2 separate regions of the Bombyx mori genome follow, and region 1 is linked to region 2. The links are chromatin contacts, called in public Hi-C maps. All regions are on one chromosome and are shown on one strand. The core of a region is the stretch at or near the end of the contact, and the rest is flanking DNA. Distances in the headings are between cores, read along the strand shown. Region 1 holds the start of LOC101747032 (regulator of G-protein signaling loco). Region 2 overlaps LOC101747032 (regulator of G-protein signaling loco).

Region 1 (4,278 bases), core at 329-2,828, 110 kb after region 2:
AAACCTGCCTGCCTTCGGGATTTGAACACCAGCATAGATATACAGCTTAAAACAATTACACCGGACTTTTATTTTTTAGGTCACTGGTTCTCTTAGGTGCTGCAATTTTGTTTACTGTTTAATTAATAGAAGTGTACATTTTTCTCATAAAAAGTATTCTTATTATAGCATATTGTAATTAATCCCTTAATAAACATACTTTTTATAGTACGTGTCATTTTTTTACATCAAAAATTATATCATTAACATTATATCTCTCTTTATTCTTTATTGTACACACAGTTAATATTACAGTAAGTAATTGCGTAAGATATAAAAAATGGCGAGCTTAACAACAATTGAGTTTTCTACCAGCTAACCGTTCTTAACGAAGGAATGCTTTGAATGAGTGGGTAGAAGAATACAATCTAATCAATTTACAATCTAAACAAGAACAATAATGAAAATAAAAAAAATAAAACACTAATACATAATATATTAGACTACATATATACACATACACACATAAATAACGTAAACATATACATACACGTACATAATATATAATGAAATACTTAAAATAAATACATATAAGTAATACTAAATTGATAGATAGTGCTCCTTATAATGTTCGTTTTAAAGTTAATATAAGCCAAGTGTTAAGATTGAAATAAAGGTGCCAGGATAAAAAAGTTTGTGAATCAGTGTTTTAGGTCACAATCGATTTGAAGTTTATTCTTTTACATTAAAGCATAACTTTCAGTACATTACAAGCCGGTGTATCTAGTAGTGGGCTTATAGCACCTTACACTACACACCCATAATCACTGAACATAAATATAGGAAATCTAGGCAAAATAGAGGAAATACAATTAACAGAAAAATTAAATTTCTTGTAACCTCCACATACATTCATTCATATGAAATGACACTAAGCATTATTTTGATTAATTTTAAATCTCTTAATTTGATCTATACCTGGCAGATGCATCACTGGCTGAGGCCTGCGTCGTGGAGGTGGGTGTCTCCTTCTAGTTCTAGCTCGTTCGTCAGGCTCTGTATCCTCAGTATCAGTAGGCGGTGCCTCACGAGGAGACACACTTAGTGAAATAGCAGCAGGGGCAGAAGCAACCATACGGGCCACGGATGCGTGAGGAGCGCGTGCCACACTGGCGCCGTCCACAGTTAGCAATGCGTCTCCGGCCCGCAAACCAGCTCGCTCAGCTGGGCCACCCGCTGCTACCGCAGACACTACACATGGCCTCTGTCCAGCAATCGTAAATCCAAATCCGCCGGGTCCTCGAGCCACTACTAGTTTGCGCTCCGCCGTTCGAACTAAAGCCGCTCGACGTCGTCTTCTCCTCTGTTGTTGAGGAACCATCACGACCACGGACTGAATTCCAATTTCGGATGATTAGAACTCGTGTTTCTTGTTTTCATGAATTAAAAACAAAAGTATGATTGAAATGCAAGCACTTTATATGAATAATTTTCTATTTACATTACAGTTTAGAATTCTATCGAATATTTAAAAAGTTGTAAAACTAGATTTTATAAGTTTCAAACTGTCAACTGACATTTAGAAAGTTTTGTCCTCGTTCATAAACTGCATTGTCTCATTTTAATCCATAAGCTATGCACCTGCATTCACTTCTTTAATTTAAAATTTCTTGAACATAAGTACATTTTTTGTTTTAGCACTGAATGGCTTCGTAAAATAAAGTAAAATATTGTTTTTGATATACTTATATCAGCTTGAGTCAGCTTGACCCATATCGTGTATATATAATTCTATCTGTGGAACAGAGTCGTTCAACATGGTTTCAAGACGTGCAATTAAATTAATAATATGTACATTGTACGGTATACGTATCAAGGATCGATAGCAGTACAATGTTCCTTAATTTGGTCAAATATTCTGACCAGTATCATCGATATAGGATGCTGTCATTAAAATTGTCTACCATTTTCTCATACCCAAAAACATTACCTACTTATTGTGTTGGTGGTATCTTTTTCCAACACCTACCTATAGAGGTAATCGTTCGGAAATTAATAATTTTATTTATTTATTTAATTATGTACACACAAAAAAGAAGTCATAGTACAGAGTAATAAGAAAATTATGTACAAAGGCACTGCTTATTTCTTTAAAAAATCTCTTGCAGACCTGCGAGAGGATTATGAGAATAATAATTAAAAGTGATGAGTGTGTGTAGAACAGCTAAAATAACAAATACAACATGAGAATTATAGTAATGCACATACACATAGCAAATATTGTTAAACTTGAATACAAAATATTATAAGTAACAATAAATACGAAGAGTATAGAACAATGACCATTCGGTTGATGAGAGATAAAATTGTTTGACCTTCTATTTAAAAACAGAAACAGTGTACTTGTACTTTTACTGTAACCGTAAAGCTTAAATGTTTAATAACGATGGTTTATTAATTGTTTAGTATTGTGAAAGTGCACAAATGTGGAAAAATAAAACAAAGCCGCTGGACGTAGCTTTTCGAAACCTTCCAAAAAGTCTCAGTAAGTAACCAGCATTTTACTGAGATTATATTTCATCCTATATCATCTCATCTCACTTCATTTCACTTAGTTTCATGCCAATTGATTAATGTTTTAAATTAATCCACTTCAAAAAGGAATATAAAAGGTTAGGCTGTATAGTATGATACCTTTGCCTTTTTAGTTATAAAAATAGAACTACTGTCAATTTCGGCAAAATCAAGAACACGCTGCGCCACTACGGTACCATTGTTTATTTGGAATTCTTAAAGAGTCGATTAAATTAAATCAGAATTTATTAAAATTCATTACTTATTATTTATTGGATTCAAAAACGCTCATCAAAAGTTTAAAAAATGGCTGTAAGTAGTATGAGTTACGATATAAATCGCTTTATGGACTCAAATATGTTCTAACCAAATTCGAAAATTGGACTTACAGAAAAAAGGTAAAATCAAAATAAGTAAAGTCAAGAGAAACAATCACACCACTAACAAGATGAGAAAACAAGGTCAACTCAAGCTCCAAAGGCATAGAACAAAGGTGCAAAAACAGAACCATCCCCAATCTAAACCTCAAGCGGATTACAGCAGCGAGAGTGAGTCGTCTAGCGAGGAGTGGGCTGATATGCTCGACGAGGGCGAGCAGCAGTACATCTTGAACAGGCTTTCCAAACAGCCACAGCTTTTGTCTAACATTCCAGATACGGAAGAACAAAAAACCAAGTGTGTGCTTTTTTTTATATTTGCAAGATTCCATATTAAAATCAACTTACACTTAGTGCTTACTTTTCATGTTGGGCTAATGACCCTCGAATGATTCAGTTAAGTTTTAAAAATAATAGTTGACAGCCCTGAATAAAATTGGTATGTCTAACTATGGATCAGAATTGACATGAATGTGATTTCCATTCCTCAAGGTATTATCTCACGTATCCTTGGCAGTAATATCTTATCACTGGTTCCCTAGTTCCAGAACTAGATGTCTTGGGTTTATTTTCTCGAAATGCTGTCCTAGAATTTATGAAAACTGTGCTTGGAGATGAGTAGTAGCATGTCCTTTACGATATAAAATATCCTACGTCTTGAAGTTTCGGGAAAGGCAGCGGCTTGGCTCTGCCCCTGGCATTGCTGACGTCCATGAGCGACGGTAACCACTCACCATCAGGTGGGCCGTATGCTCGTCTGCCTATACGGCAATAAAAAAAAAATGGTTAGCTCAACCCCTAAAATCTTAGATAAGTAGAAGGGCATTTTGAAATTCCCAGAAATGACAACCACAATGTGGCTTGCAACTCACACATAATGGCAAACCATTTTGTTGAACCACTGATGGTGTTTCGAAATGACCATTTTTGTTTTGATGGAATCGGTTTTTCTTTAAGACAAATGAAAGGACATATTCATGTTTCTTAAAATTTCTTAATAACCAGTATGTCCATTTGAAATTGGTTTCTCGTTATAATGAACAAACAAAAGGTCATCACTGTAATAAATTTTAGATCCCGGAAAAGAGTAAAGGTTGATAAAGAACGTCCAATGAAATTAAAACGGGTAATGCCGAGTAGTGACAGTGGTGCTGAGACTGACGAGGAATCAGGAAGTGAGCTGGAAGAGAAATACGAACAAGAGCTAGCCGAAAGACCTGCCAAAAGAATGAAATCCTTACTCCCTATCAAAACTAAAGAAGGAATAACAGAAAGAACTGAAGAGTGTGAAGGTACAGTATTTAATTCTTATCTTTGTAACTATACTTGAGACTTTAGAACTTATATC
Region 2 (4,727 bases), core at 1,192-3,691:
AATTTCAATATTTTTATGTTACATTCTCACATTTCACAAATTTGTACAAATAAATTAAAATGGACGTGTTATGTCTTACGACAATTTAGAGGTTAGAAAGTAATATTATAAATTTTAAATACATATATAGTTAATATAAGACGAATTGCACAGATACACAGTACCCAATATTTAATGATCCACTCAACGAGTGAACAACTTCAGGACTTATTCAGGTGTGAATACATCACTAGCGGTTAATTACTATGAGCTTAACGCGTATCTAACTTAAATAACTATCATACAACTATCATCAATGTTCGAAGCGTAAGACGCAGTGCGGGCGGCGCACTCATTCGGCCACTGACGCTTACATAAGTAAACACAACAAAACATCCCACCCTGTATACACTAAGGCCTGGAATTAATTAACACTAAACATACCATAACGAGTCAAATGACCCAAATTTGAACTTTTGTATTGAAAATGCTTTCGCACATTTGACATCTTGACTTTTTTTTACTTATATACTTATACTTTTACTTATATACTACTTTTACTTATATACTTTTTTGTTTTGTTTTATTTAGTTTATTTTGAGTTATACTTGTCGTATACCCATTATCTATCCGCTGTGGTAGAAATAAGTACTTGAAGTGTTGGTATGATTAGTGTTAATTTGCAAAATAAGATCTAATCATGACAATGAAGTATATTTCATTTTTGGTTAGTATTCAAACACCAAATGTGACGATTGATTAACAAATAATTAATATTACAACTAGACGTGTACTTTTTTATAAATTTACATTCGTAAAGTATGTATTAGTTCCGCGCTTATATCATTAGTGCAGTCTTATCTCTATGGAAGGCGCCTGACTCACAATATTTTGACTAATTTTATTAAATTAATATAAACTTTAAAAATCACAATTATAAACACATTATGTACCGTAGTAATGTACACATAGGAAACTGAGAATACGAAGCTCAATTATTTACATAACAAACAGGATAAGTCATAACCAGTTAAAATTGTTTCCTGTAAAATTTTCAAGAAGTCTAATTGAATAGATACGGTTCACAAAAACCACGAACATTAAAAGATTTGATAAACTAATGTTACTTTTCGTTTACAACTGCCGTATCCACCGCGAGCAATGAACTTCGTTATTTAAGGTATTTTAACCCTTAAATCGCGAATCGTCGATATATCGACTCTTTATTAATACGTATATAGTGCGAAGCGTCGGAATACCGACTATTCTTTTATCATTAAATAAATACAGTAATATTAAACAAATAATTTCATTTGAGTAGGTAGTTTGATTTGACACACAGCGTTAACTTGTACTTCGGTAGATATTTTATTTATCCCGAAACCCAGCGCGTAACAATATTCACATTTGCGACGAGACTATTATTGAACTGTCAAATATTGAATAGTTAATGAATCTTTGTGAGGCGCCTTTCTGTGGCTGCGGCGGTGCGATGTCCTCTGGTCACGAGTGACGATACTGTCCGGTCGGTCACGCGGGGACGCATGCCGACAACTTGTCCTCCATTAGAGGAACGCGTGTGGGACTAGCGGAGGTTGGGAGTAACTCGAGTGCTCCCCGGGGTGTCCTCCGTGACTAGCATCACAGCGGGCGGTCGACCCTGGCTCCAGCCGGTGGCGGGTCGCCCGTGCGTAATAGAATCCAAGAGTCGAGCGGTGTCCGTTCAGACGAGGGTGGGGGCTCTGTGAGCAGGCTTGGGGGGCAGGGGTGGGGGGCTGCGGGGGGCCAGGGGGGGATCATCCGGCTTGCTTTGTAACCTCTGCCGCTGCGTCTCTCTGAGGTTTTCCAAGAAATCTGAAATGTAATAACACTTTTAATGTCGTCGGTTAGACGATTGACATTTATTTCTGTAATTTTTATAAATGGTCATGAATTATGATAATTCAAGTCTTAACAGCATCAGTGATTATTTCCAGAACTTTCGATGTACGAAAATAAAGACTAGTTGTGACTGGGACCGACACGACAATGTTACTATCACGATCGAAAATATTTACTGAGGTTTTTTTAGCAGCACGCAATGTACTACAACTGTCTGCCAGCTGACAAGTCAACGACCCGAGTAGACTTCACTTTACATTGAGGCGTCACGAAATTTGAACTTATACTATTTGTTTTCCACTGATCCCAAGGTGATGTGTACGTTATTACAAGCGCCCAAGGACCATATTTGGACAGACCGCTTTGCTCGCTGGAACATCTCAACAATGGAGATGTGCCACGCGGGTAGTCTTACTATTCTGAATGGACCAGTGGAGTAGCGGTTCCGCAATCATTTTGAGGCTTTGATCTTGTCTGAAGATAAGTGACTTCTTTTATTATTGTCCATTGGATCCGGTGTATACTTATCATTAGGTGAGCGCGGGATAGACGAGTAAGAGCAGTGTTGCTAGTACCTGGCGGGTGGTGGTGCAGTGCGGCCCCGGGGCGCAGCGCCGCGCGCACCCGGCCTCCGCCCTCCCGGCCGCTGCAGGCGTCGGTGCTCTGTCGACAACAACACACTCACTCAACGACTCTGTCAGAATATCGACTTGGTATCAGTTACTTTGGGATCCAAATCGCCTCACAAGGCGCTCCACCACCGGTAAGGTCGTGTCGGTCGCGTGGGTAGATACCACCATCTGACGTGGGTTCTTTCTGCTGTAGTTACTTAATTTATTTATGTTGCTGTAGTTTCGTGCTTTTAGACAAGAACTAACTTGTCTTGAAAAGTGCCGGGAAGCCCGCATTCAAATCGTTTGAAATTAACCTGGTTAATCCCGGCGAATATAGTTTCGCGTATCGATTCCGCCCCTATAGTAGAATTATTTTGTCCGTGCAGTTTGGGTCGTAAAAAATCGGAGCGGTAAAGCGATTATTTCGCTCTCTCTTCCACTCACGGCCCTTATGGACGGGCATAGTGATGCGCATTATTGTTGTCGATAAGCATTATCGATAGTGTATTTAGTTTTGTCATTTTGTGGGATAAAAATGAAAGAAAAAATCGAACACTTACACCACACATCACCGCAGCAAGTTAACGAGAACGGCAGAAATTAACACTTTGTAACTTTTCGGGATCTATTCTCATTTCAGTGAAAAATTTTAACACATTGTTGATAATAACACGTGCTTGTGCTGATATATTTTTGCCAACAAGCAAAATATTTGAATAAATTCTGCCGTTTTGGTACAAAACAAAGGAGTAGCCATAGTGTCACTAAAGAAGTTCAGAGAGCGAATGCATAAAAACAGATTTCTCTTCGACATATGCACTATAATTTGCAGGTAATTACAAATTACTCATAATATAACAATGTCTCACCACCCTAAGTATACCGCCCCGCCGCCGTGTACCTGCCTTCGACGACCCATTTGTTTTTATCGATAATGGCGTTGCGCCCGCGCAACATGCTCCCCGCCCTAACCGGGCTATGTTTTATGACCCAAGCTGCACGGACAAAATAATCCTACTATAGTGAGTGTTCGCGAAAAACCTATGGTTTAAGAGGGGGTGGCACCCTGCCCGCACCTGGGTGTCGTCGTCCTGCAGGCGCGGCGCCGGGCCGCCCTGCTCCTCCTCCACGCCTGCCTCCTCCACCTCCACGATCTGCAGGCGAGCTCCGTCCAGATCCTGTGGACAGGTATTGCTTATATTGATGATGTACTGTAAAAATTGAGACTTTTTGGCGGGAACACGAGGAGTGAAGTTGTGTGATTTGTTTTATTTTGTCTATTTAGTGTTTCTTCAGTTTAAATGTGTAATAACGGCGGTTTATTAACTGTTTAATATCTGTGAAAGTGCATAAATGTGGAAAAATGAAACAAAGCCGCTGAACGTAACTTCTTGGGATCCTCCAAAAAGTCCACTAAAAAGTCTCAGTAAATTACCACCATTTTACTGATATTTAATCCCATATTATCTCATTTCATCCCAGTTAATCAAATTAATCATCTTCATTTCACTATCATTTTTCATAAAAATAAGAATATTATAATAATGACAATAAGACATGACTTAAAGGTCTTAGTTACCAGGTCATAAAATCCCTTAAAAAAATGTAAAAATGGAGACTTCAAACACGTGTGCGGGTAGGAGTATTTTCAAGTATTGAACCAGTTCATCGATGGTGAGCAATAAAAAAACTCTTGGGGCTGACATGCCGCCCACTAGTGTTACCTGCATGAGCGTGTCGGGGTGCACGGGGCGGCCGTCCAGCAGCACGGCGGCGGCGGGGGCGGGGGCGGGGGGCGCGCGGGGCAGGGCGCGGCGCAGCAGGGGCGGCAGGGCGTGCGCCAGGGTGCGGGAGGGCGGGCAGCGCAGCGCGAGCGTGCGCCCCCCCGCGCGCACCCACACGCAGCACCGCCGCTCCACGCGCGCCGCCGCGCCGCCCACGCACACGGACGGCGCCGAGCGGTCCACGGGCCGCACCGCGTCCTGTCGACGAGGGCCGATGCAATCAATGCACGAGCTGGGCTTCAGGAGTCATGCGTGACGGGAACTTGGACACACACAACGGAAGATCAGTACTCAACGTCGATAGAGAATATAGATAGAGAATAGACGTCCTTGTCCAACGAAAACGGCTTCTACACATCATTTCAAGTACGATATTCAGTTAATATTGATAATAAAATATCCCACTAAAATGGTTGGAATTTGCTGAGACTTCACTTATTTTCTAAAAGACGCTAAGGAACCAGGTCTT

The links. Hi-C and Micro-C count contacts between places; a contact is called where the count stands out from the background.
Region 1: a contact with region 2 is called in a Hi-C map of middle silk gland, with 2.2 times the contacts expected there. The contact joins the promoter of LOC101747032 here to the enhancer-like site in region 2. A contact is called at or near these places in 3 of 7 Hi-C or Micro-C datasets (middle silk gland, midgut and whole pupa).

Annotation. Positions count from the first base shown.
Region 1 is chr7:12,516,407-12,520,684 of ASM3026992v2, forward strand. LOC101747032 (regulator of G-protein signaling loco) reads right to left here and starts at 1,579. Exons shown (of 13, transcript XM_038012214.2): 1 at 958-1,579. The coding sequence starts at 1,360. It overlaps LOC101735377 (nucleolar complex protein 3 homolog), which reads left to right and starts at 2,701. Exons shown (of 13, transcript XM_038012071.2): 1 at 2,701-2,865; 2 at 2,945-3,228; 3 at 4,005-4,222. The coding sequence starts at 2,860.
Region 2 is chr7:12,410,025-12,414,751 of ASM3026992v2, forward strand. It overlaps LOC101747032 (regulator of G-protein signaling loco), which reads right to left. Exons shown (of 13, transcript XM_038012214.2): 10 at 4,199-4,456; 11 at 3,551-3,652; 12 at 2,436-2,523; 13 at 1-1,833. The coding sequence ends at 1,703. Among protein-coding and RNA genes, the nearest start is that of LOC101743395, 7.6 kb to the left of the region's middle. Within about 2 kb of position 2,442, at least 4 of the 8 cell types and tissues checked have open chromatin away from gene starts, as enhancers often do.